2 separate regions of the Rattus norvegicus genome follow, and region 2 is linked to region 1. The links are chromatin contacts, called in public Hi-C maps. All regions are on one chromosome and are shown on one strand. The core of a region is the stretch at or near the end of the contact, and the rest is flanking DNA. Distances in the headings are between cores, read along the strand shown. Region 1 holds the start of Abitram (actin binding transcription modulator). Region 2 overlaps Ptpn3 (protein tyrosine phosphatase, non-receptor type 3).

Evidence for each region. Hi-C and Micro-C count contacts between places; a contact is called where the count stands out from the background.
Region 2: a contact with region 1 is called in a Hi-C map of Schwann cells, with 5 times the contacts expected there. The contact joins the enhancer-like site here to the promoter of Abitram in region 1. A contact is called at or near these places in 2 of 12 Hi-C or Micro-C datasets (the A7r5 cell line and Schwann cells).

The regions. Positions count from the first base shown.
Region 1 is chr5:76,299,073-76,303,624 of GRCr8, reverse strand. Abitram (actin binding transcription modulator) reads right to left here and starts at 2,571. Exons shown (of 6, transcript NM_001399504.1): 1 at 2,239-2,571; 2 at 1,231-1,282; 3 at 619-748. The coding sequence starts at 2,353. Elp1 (elongator acetyltransferase complex subunit 1) reads left to right here and starts at 2,640. Exons shown (of 37, transcript NM_080899.2): 1 at 2,640-2,800.
Region 2 is chr5:76,781,279-76,785,830 of GRCr8, reverse strand. Ptpn3 (protein tyrosine phosphatase, non-receptor type 3) reads left to right here. Exons shown (of 26, transcript NM_001100754.1): 3 at 3,333-3,440; 4 at 3,515-3,557. Among named protein-coding and RNA genes, the nearest start is that of Ptpn3, 38 kb to the left of the region's middle. Within about 2 kb of position 1,915, at least 4 of the 93 cell types and tissues checked have an H3K27ac peak or open chromatin away from gene starts, as enhancers often do. A contact at or near this core is called in Schwann cells, where this site is marked.

The DNA.
Region 1 (4,552 bases), core at 1,322-3,821:
CACACGTGTCACAGACACATACATAAAAATGTTTTAAAAAAGTTTAAATAAACCCAACTCCTTTCACTATTAGTACCACATTTTAACACAGTTCCTGACAGTATGTATGGTCATTGTTTCAGATACTCTGGGAGATGGGTACACCTAGGGTAGTATGACAAATATCTCTAAACAGGGAATGAGTATGCTTTATGCACTGCTTTCTTTTTAAGAATTTTTCCTACAGTGAACATGGGCAGCTGAAGCCAAGATTCTTTCTTTTGTTTTTGAGAGTTTTACATGTAACCTGGTACTCACTGTATAGCCCTATATCGCCTCACCCTTGCAATTATGCTACCTTAACCACCCAAGAGGTGGGATTGCAGGCCAAGGCCAAGGCCCATCTTCCATCTCATCCCTTGAGGATAAGAAGAATGGAGGGAAGAACCTACTGATAGACACTATACATCTTGATACACTTGTGTGTGGGGGTGTGGGGTGGAAGTGTATAGCATGTTTTTACTGAAAACCTACATTGAACTGCTAGAAAAAGTCTTATGGCTGACTGGATCCATCATAGTATGAATATAGAAAATCTCAGTAGAAAAGAAAAAAAATCACAGGATTACAGAAACATACCCGTTTAAATTTCCCAGATACTTTGTTCTGAAGTCTGCTACAATTGTTACTGATCTGATAGGAAATACTTTTAATAGTTTTGCCACTTTGAAGAACGGGATGAGATCCTGCCAGTGTGATGACGCATATTCTACAAGGAGAAAAACAGTCAATCCTATGTTGTGGCATGGCGGCCAGAAACCTCCTCCTGTAACAGTATTCCTGCTGAGGGTGACTATCCAACCTGACCGTTGTTCAGTCCAGTTATCTCTGCTGTGATTGGAACATAATACAGAAAAGGAGAGAATAGAGTTGAATCTCCTTCCCAGGAAAGGGAGCAGTACAAGTCTTTAGTAAGCTAGGGTAGCAGAGAAGCATGGCAAGACTGTGGACACAGAACATGACAAATGCCTCCACAAGGAGCCATTCTATAGGTCCAGCAGTACAGTGGTTGGTACAGGTTGGCTAAGCAGTACATGACCCAACAAGACATGTTCTTCCCACCACACTCCTATAATATCATTTCAACACTGTAGAAGACAATTTCATGAATGCTCAAAACCAACCCAAGACCATACCAGACTAACTACCAGAAGGACAGTGTTGATAATTTCTAATTCCTGGTTTGCTTACCGGTTGGAGTGCTGGAGTATACAGTGGTCCTCACAGGGTTTTCCTTTAACATCTAGAGGAATAAATGAGTTGCTGGTTGTTGAATTAGTGTTTACTATTACCATGTGATTACCATAGTTCATTATGAAGCTGATCACAGTGGTCAAAGTAAATAAAGGCTATTAAGTAGTTTAAATGGCTTAATCCAGATAGAATCCTTTATTCAATGTTAAGGCAGGTAAGATTATTAACTTCTCCATCTTCTCACTTTAAGATGAGACCTATTATTTCCATTAGAGAAACACTATTATAAGAATCACGTTGCTTACATTGTGGTGTTGTTTTGTGGGGCTGTCTTGATGTTATAAAAAAATCACATTTTTGGAAAATTCAGTCCTAAAGAGAACTAGGAAGGTTGCTTATCCTAAACGCCGTGTGTGGGCATACCAGTTTCCCTGAATTAAAAAGGCTAAGGTAGAGGCTAGAGGAGGGTCCCCAAAAGTGGTATTGGTATTTTCTGGGCACAAAGAACACCAGCGAAACCTACTTCAAAACGTCCAGTGGACAATATGCACGGCTTCTTCTTTTTTTTTTTTGGTTCTTTTTTTTCAGAGCTGGGGACCGAACCCAGGGCCTTGCGCTTCCTAGGCAAGCGCTCTACCACTGAGCTAAATCCCCAACCCCCACGGCTTCTTCTTAACATTAGATGTTCCTTAACATCTCTTAATGTTCTCTCCACGCCTAAGGTTTCTTCCCGACTGGGCGTAGGATTGATCCTTCCAAGCACACAAACACTTGGCAGTGTGTGGAAGCCCAGATATACTAACGCTGAGTTCCTTAGTTTAGTTCACGTCCTTTCCTGCCAACAACCCGCATATGGCACTGCACTTCCCACGTCGGAAATAGAACCTGTAATCCTGAGACTAGGAAACTCAAGGAAGAGCACAGGTGGCTTACATCGCGTGGCAGAAGTACCTGCGGCATCCACCCTGTGCGGTAGAGCAGAGCTCACCACCATTCCGCACTTACCCGCTTTATACCAGCGAGTGAAGTATCGATCTACAAGGGAGGGTGCTGGGGGTTCGGTAGACATGACTACCTCTGGCGCCACCACCCCGGCTTCGGGGCAGGGGAGCTCTTCCATCCCGCTGGTCCAGGAGAGTACTTCCGGCGCGTGGTAACGTTGTGCACGCGCGCGCCCGCGACTCCCCGGCCCGCAGCCGACCTCCTTCCCAACCCCAGTCACTTGCGCTGCTGGGCCAAAGTCCAACTGTTGGGCAAATACAACTGGGCGTCAAAGGGCTGAGGGACAACAGACAGCAAAGTCCTTCTGTCTCTACCAGGCTAGGACCTCGGATCTACAGAGGCGGTGCATCTGGCCACACCCACCTGGTGACGTCAAGTTAGTGCGTCTCGTGGGTGACACCACGTCTGCGCCGCCTTTCTTGTGCTACCTGGCGGGTTTCGCTCATCGGTGGTTCGTGTCTCTTGTTTCCCGTGTGCTTTGGCGTTTCCCTTCCAAACCCAGTGTACCGTGAGGGTTCGGAGCCGCGCACTGAGGCGAGGGCGCAGTTCCGCTAGGGCGTTGTAGGTGAGCATTCGTCCGTTCCAGTCTGAGCTGCTTTGTGCGGCCTGGTCTTGCGGGCCAGTTCTGCCCTGCTGCAGGGAAGATGCACGCGCCTCTGTCTGCGCGCGCGGGCGGGGCAGCGTGGACAGCCTCTCTCTTCGAATTTCGGATGTTTTGTGTATACTTTTGCTCCGGATCCAACCTGGGGCGCTGCGGGACACAGCTGCGGGGGATGAGGGTCCTGTTCCCCAATTGCTGGTTTCCTTGCAGAATATAGATAAAACCTCTACCAGCTAATTGGTTAGTTCGTTGTGAAGGTGATAGGTAATAGAGGCCTTTGTGCTGTGCTGCGGATCCTTTCTCGCATTTGGGTCATTTCTGTGGAACAGTGTATCTCTTGCTTTCCTAACTGGTTTGCCTAACCCGGGATTTCTGTGATGGCAGTGATTGTGTAGTCTTTTGTTTCTAGGGCCTAACATTTGGCAAGTTTTGATGTAAGTCACATAACGGATCTTAGGTATTGTGTAAAGGATTCGTTTGTATGTTGAGAACCATGATATATAACCAGCGAATACCTCTATGTGTAAGTGAAAGAAAAAGAGGCGTAGGCAAATTTTAGCTTGTGGAAACAGAGATGACAATGAGTCCCAAGCCAGGATAGGCTGTTATTTGATAAGAGATCAGCAGGTTCTCTGTTTTTCAGGTTGCATTTCATGTGCATGTAAGGGTCAGCTTATGATAATATCAGGAGATAGTGAGTGATAGTGAGTTTAATGTTCAGTTTGGACTTGTTCAGTTACAAGGTATATAGGTTTATCTAATCTTCCCTTTAGTGAGCTATCTAAGCCTGAAGGTAGGGGACCACGGGGAGAAAATGGAGCAGTGGTCAGAATTTTAGGACATGATCAAAGTTGTATGAAAGGACTTTTTGGCACATGTGTGGATGGAGAAAAGTTGAATTCATGGAACCCAGGGAGGTGCAGTAGGAGGTGCCAAAGGAAGGCTATTAGCAGATTATGATCCTACAATCATTTGGAAAATACTCTTTTCCTAACTTGAAAGCACTGAGAAAAATACAGGGCTATGTAACTCCAAAAAGTTAAATGAGTGAGGAGTGTTGGAATGACAATTTAGAGAAGTCAGTGTTCATGCTAAAAGAATTGTGGCATTAGAGAGACTAATGAGCTTGCCTTTTATCATGTGCATGAAGTGGCTTCGGAGGCCAGAAGAGGGCATGGGACTCCCTGGAGCTGGAGTTATAGATGTTTGTTAGCTGCTGTGTAGGTGTTGAGAACTGAACTCAGGGCCTCTGGAAGAGCAGCCAGCACTCATAATAAACCTCTGAGCCATCTTTCCAGACCTGACCCGAGCTATTCTTTTAAAAACTCAGATTGCTTTGCTGTGCTTTATCAGTCAGGGTCCAGTCAGAAAAGTAGAGGCCACACAGTATTTCAGCAGGGTTTATTATGAAGAATTATTTAAACTGCTCTAGGAGGAAGGAAAGGAAAAAGTGAAAAGCAAGTAATTTAGAAGGTAAGCTGAAGGAAGCAGTTCCCACGGGAAGGGAGCAACACTAGGGCAGATGTCGGCATCATCAGGCCCTAACACCTCATAGAAAGGCCCTGTAACACTGGGACTCAGACTCTAGAGTGATGCCCAGAAACTCAGGATGAGGCCTGGGGCTGGACTTCTGTGTCTGAGGATGCAGCGTGCCTGATTAATGCTCCTGCCTCTGGGATGGCAATGATGAGGCTAGCCCTGGCAGTACCAGAGTCT
Region 2 (4,552 bases), core at 666-3,165, 480 kb before region 1:
TTGATGTAGACCAGACTGGCCTCCAACTCACAGAGATCCACCTGTACTTCCCTTCCCCCACTCTGTCTGTCTGTCCATCTATCTGTGTGTCTGTCTGTCTATCTATCTATCTATCTATCTATCTATCTATCTATCTATCTATTGGCTCACTGTACATTTATCCCCCGATGGCCTGGAATTTGATGTAGACCAGACTGGCCTCCAACTCACAGAGATCCACCTGCCTCAGCCTCGGTGATATTGGAACAAAAGGTTGTGCGCCACCGCCCGTGAGATTCTATCTTAATTCCTTTGGGAACTAGAATTGAGCAGAATTGACGCCTGGATACTATTCTCTAGTTCAGAGGCGAGAGGCTCACAGGGCTTTGGTGTTGTGCCAACTCCGAGTCAGGTGATTGTGCAGGTACTGGTTGATGGTCTGGGTGTGCCAGGCATGGCGCCCCGCAGTGCCTGGTCCTCGGTGGCAAGGCCAGTGGATGCTGAGAGCTACTTTGCAGGTGTACGATAAATTACAGTTGCTAGTGACATAATAAATCAAAGTTACATAAATGACATCCCAAAACATATAAATAATAATTACGGTAGATGAGAAGATAGTTTTGATGCATGAGGAGACTGCCTCATGTGCTGGAGAGATGGTGGGTAGAGGAGTGCTTGCTGGCTATACAAGCATGCGGAGTTCAGATCCTCAGCACAAAAAAATGGCTGATGGTACATGTGGCTGTAACCGTGCACAGGGGCTGGGGAGGGAAGAGACCGGGCTCACTGAACAGCCTGTCTGGCTGAAACTGTAAACTTTGGGTTCAGTGAGAAATTCTGTCCCAAAAATGAGGTGAGACGTGACTGAAGATGTCACAGCATCAACCTTTGACCTTCACACACAGTCATAATTGTGCACAACACACACACACACACACACACACACACACACACACACGGACAGACGGACGGATGGACAGATGCATATCTGATAACTTGGAGGACTGGGTGGGCTGTATTGGCCCACAAGGCCACACTTCTTCTTCTTTTTTTTTTTTTTTAAAGATTTATTCATTTATTATCTGTAAGTACACTGTAGCTGTCTTCAGACACACCAGAAGAGGGCATCAGATCTTTACAGATGGTTGTGAGCCACTGTGTGGTTGCTGGGAATTGAACTCATGACCTCTGGAAGAGCAGTCAGGTGCTCTTAACCACTGAGCCATCTCTCCAGCCCCTGTATTGGTTTTTAAAAACCCATGAAGGGACGGCTGGAGAGATGGCTCAGTGGTTAAGAACATTGACTGCTCTTCCAGAGGTCCTGAGTTCAAATCCTAGCAACCACACGGTGGCTCACAACCATCTGTAATGGGGATTCGATGCCCTCTTCTGGTATGTGTGAAGACAATGACCGTGTCATATACATAAAATACATAAATCTTTTAAAAAATAAAAAAATAAACCGTGAAGACTCTCTTGTGACATGGTGGCAGGTCCAGAGGCCTTCAGGGTGGACCGGTACTGCATTCTGAAAATAGTCAAGTTCATACACAACAGGCCAGACCCCATGAAGTCATGTGGAAGAAGCTGCTGCCAGTGTCTACCTTACTTCCCCCCCCCCCCCCCCCCGGTCTCTGCGACCCACTTTCTGCACATTACCTGCTCTCAGAAGCTCACAGGAAGAGCCTCTTCTATACCTGTCTATTTCTGACTTGCATTGTCCTGAGTTCAATGGGTTGGGTTCAAAGCTTTCCTGGGAGGTCGACCTCTTGAAACAGAATCTGAAATCTCCCAAGTGCTCCGTGCGGGTTCTGCGTGCATGCCTAACACTGTCCCCCAGCTGTCTTCTGTTTGTGCAGCCAGCTCCAAACTGGGTGGGCCTAGAGAGATGGGAGGGCTGTCACTCCACCCTGTCATCTCGCTAAGCACAAAGGGGTTCCTTATCCCTGTCCCCACCCCACTGTCTGCCTTGTCCTCTAAGAAATCTGTCTGCTGTGCCTTGACCGGTTCAAAGCACTTGACAGCGTTTGACCCTCCATGTTAGTCACCCCTCCTGCAGCCAAGCAAGGCAAGAGGTTCTTCCTGTGGCGCTGTCCCAGTGCCCACATGGGGCTGCCCCATAAGCCCTGGTGCAGGCCGCTGAGTCCCGCTCTGGAGCGAAGTGTGGCTAAACGTCCCCACTGGCTTCTCACTTCAGATGACGAGAAACAGCAGGGCAGATAATCCCACAGGGGGACACAGGCCAAGTCACTTTGAGGGTGTTTTAGATGGCATTCGAGTATTTTTAGCTGTTAGTAGAGAGTTTTCCTCCCTGCACACTCTCTGCGTTCCTCCCGGGGAAGGAGCTGCAGCTGGGCCCCCAGCAGCCAACAGGAGCTGACCTGGGATTAGCATTTGCTGTGCGTAATCCGCAGCAGGTCATGGCGTGTTTGCTGTGTAATGTGTGAGTTTTCCAACGTGGAAGTCACTGGAGAACCTCAGCTAAGGGGTGGAAGTGACCTAAGAAAGCGGCAGCATTCTTTCTCAGAAGCCATCAGCCTTTCATTATCCTGGACCTTTATGGCCAGGTTGGCCAGAGGCCAACATTGGGTATCTTCCTTCATTATTCTTTATTTTTATTTTCCAACATTCTATCTGTCTGCCTGTCTGTCTGTCTGTCTATCCATCTATCACCTATCTTATTCAGTCCATTTACTTATTTGAGTCTGTATAGCCACAGCTTTCTGGAATTCTCTGTGTAGACCAGGCTGGCTTCAGATTCATAGAGATCTGCCTGCCTCTGACTCCTGAGTGCAGGGATTGAAAATGCGCACCACCACTAAGATACATTTTTTTTTTTTTTTTCAGAGCTGAGGACCGAACCCAGGGCCTTGCACTTGCTAGGCAAGCGCTCTACCACTGAGCTAAATCCCCAACCCAAGATACATTTTTATTGTCGTGTCTCTGTGTTAATAGCGTGTATGCAACCAGGCCAGAAGAGGGCATTAGGCCCCCTGTGGCTGGTGTTGTAGGTGTTGTGAGCTGCTCAGCTTGGGTGCTAAGACCGGAACCTCAGTCTTCTGCAAGCCCCGGAAACATTCGACCACGGAGTCATCTCTAGCCCCTACCTTAGTTTTTTTGAGACATGATGTCACGGAGCCTGGTGTTTCCATATTGAGCTAGACTGCTTGGCCAGCAAGTTCCAGGGTTGTATCTTCCCCTTGTAACTTGAAATTTATTAATGCTTTCGTTAACTGTGGGAAGTATTTATTCGTAAAATCTCCGAAAAAATGTTACTTTCTCTTTGTGTACTGTTAAAAAAAATGTGACTTCTATTTCTTGGTCCATTTTAATACTTCATGGTTTTGATCTAGAAACAAGATTTGGGCCAGTCACTTCTGGATATGGCCTATGGCCACCTGGGCGTGACGGAGAAGGAATACTTCGGCTTGCAACATGGCGATGACCCAGTGGACTCCCCCGTAAGTGCCCACATGTAAGATGTGCTGCCTGCCTGCTTGGGTTGGTTTCATAGCTTGTTTTTCTCACTCAACAGAGATGGCTCGAGGCAAGCAAACCCCTCAGGAAGCAGCTGAAAGGTGGGTATGATCTCGCTTCGCTTGGTCACTGGGTGTACAGCGAACTGCCTTCTCCTTATCAGGAGCTTAAGGGGGCAGTGGGATCAGGGAGAGATGCTTTAAAGCTACTTTGAGGGTGAGGGGAGAGGAGGCAGCTCAGGACAAGGGAGCATTCAGTTACTTTTCTAAGGGGGTAAGTGGATGACGGATAGTCTTCCTTAGCCCAGTTAAGAAAGAGACATAAAAGGGCTAGGGTGATTGGTGTCTTAGTTGGTAAAAGTGCTGGCTGGACAAGCATAAGGACCCGAGTGCAGATCCCCAGCACCAACATAAGAAGCTGGGTACTGTGGTGCATGCCTGTATTCCCAGCGCTGGAGACAGAGACAGGAGTTCCTGGACTTTGCTGGCCAGGCTGTCTAGCCGAAGGGTGAGCTCCAGGTTCAGTAAGAGACCCTGTCTCAGGAAGCGAAGATGGAGAGCAGTGGAAGACGACACCTGATGCCATCCTGTGGCCCTCGTGCACATGCAGACACCTGCACACATGAGTGCATGTGCACACACCCAAATGCACACACAGAGAGGGAGACCGACATAAACCCTCATACTTCCCGACAGCACAGATGCTGGCTCATCCATCATGAGTGGGCCTCTGTATTGCTCTCAGCTCCCAGTGAGACAGCTTACTCCAGCCGTGCCCGACCTGCCCTCTGGCCAGCCCTTTTCACCCTGGCCTCCCTCATGCCTCTCCTTGACCCCGTACGTCCCAGACTTAACTTGACCAGTGTACAGGACTCTGTCTGAACTGCCCTTCATTCTCCTCCCTCGGTAGAAGATGCCTTTCTCCTTGTCTCTGAGCCCATCTCCTAGTCCTCCGGGTTCCTCAAATACCTCCTTTCATCTGAAGGAAAGCACTAACTCTCCCGTTCCCTCTCACTTCTTTGTCCCTGTGGCAGAGCACTCTTGGCTGTCTTCTCACAGTGAAGTGCTTTAACTGCCTCTCAGGGCCTTTCGGCTCT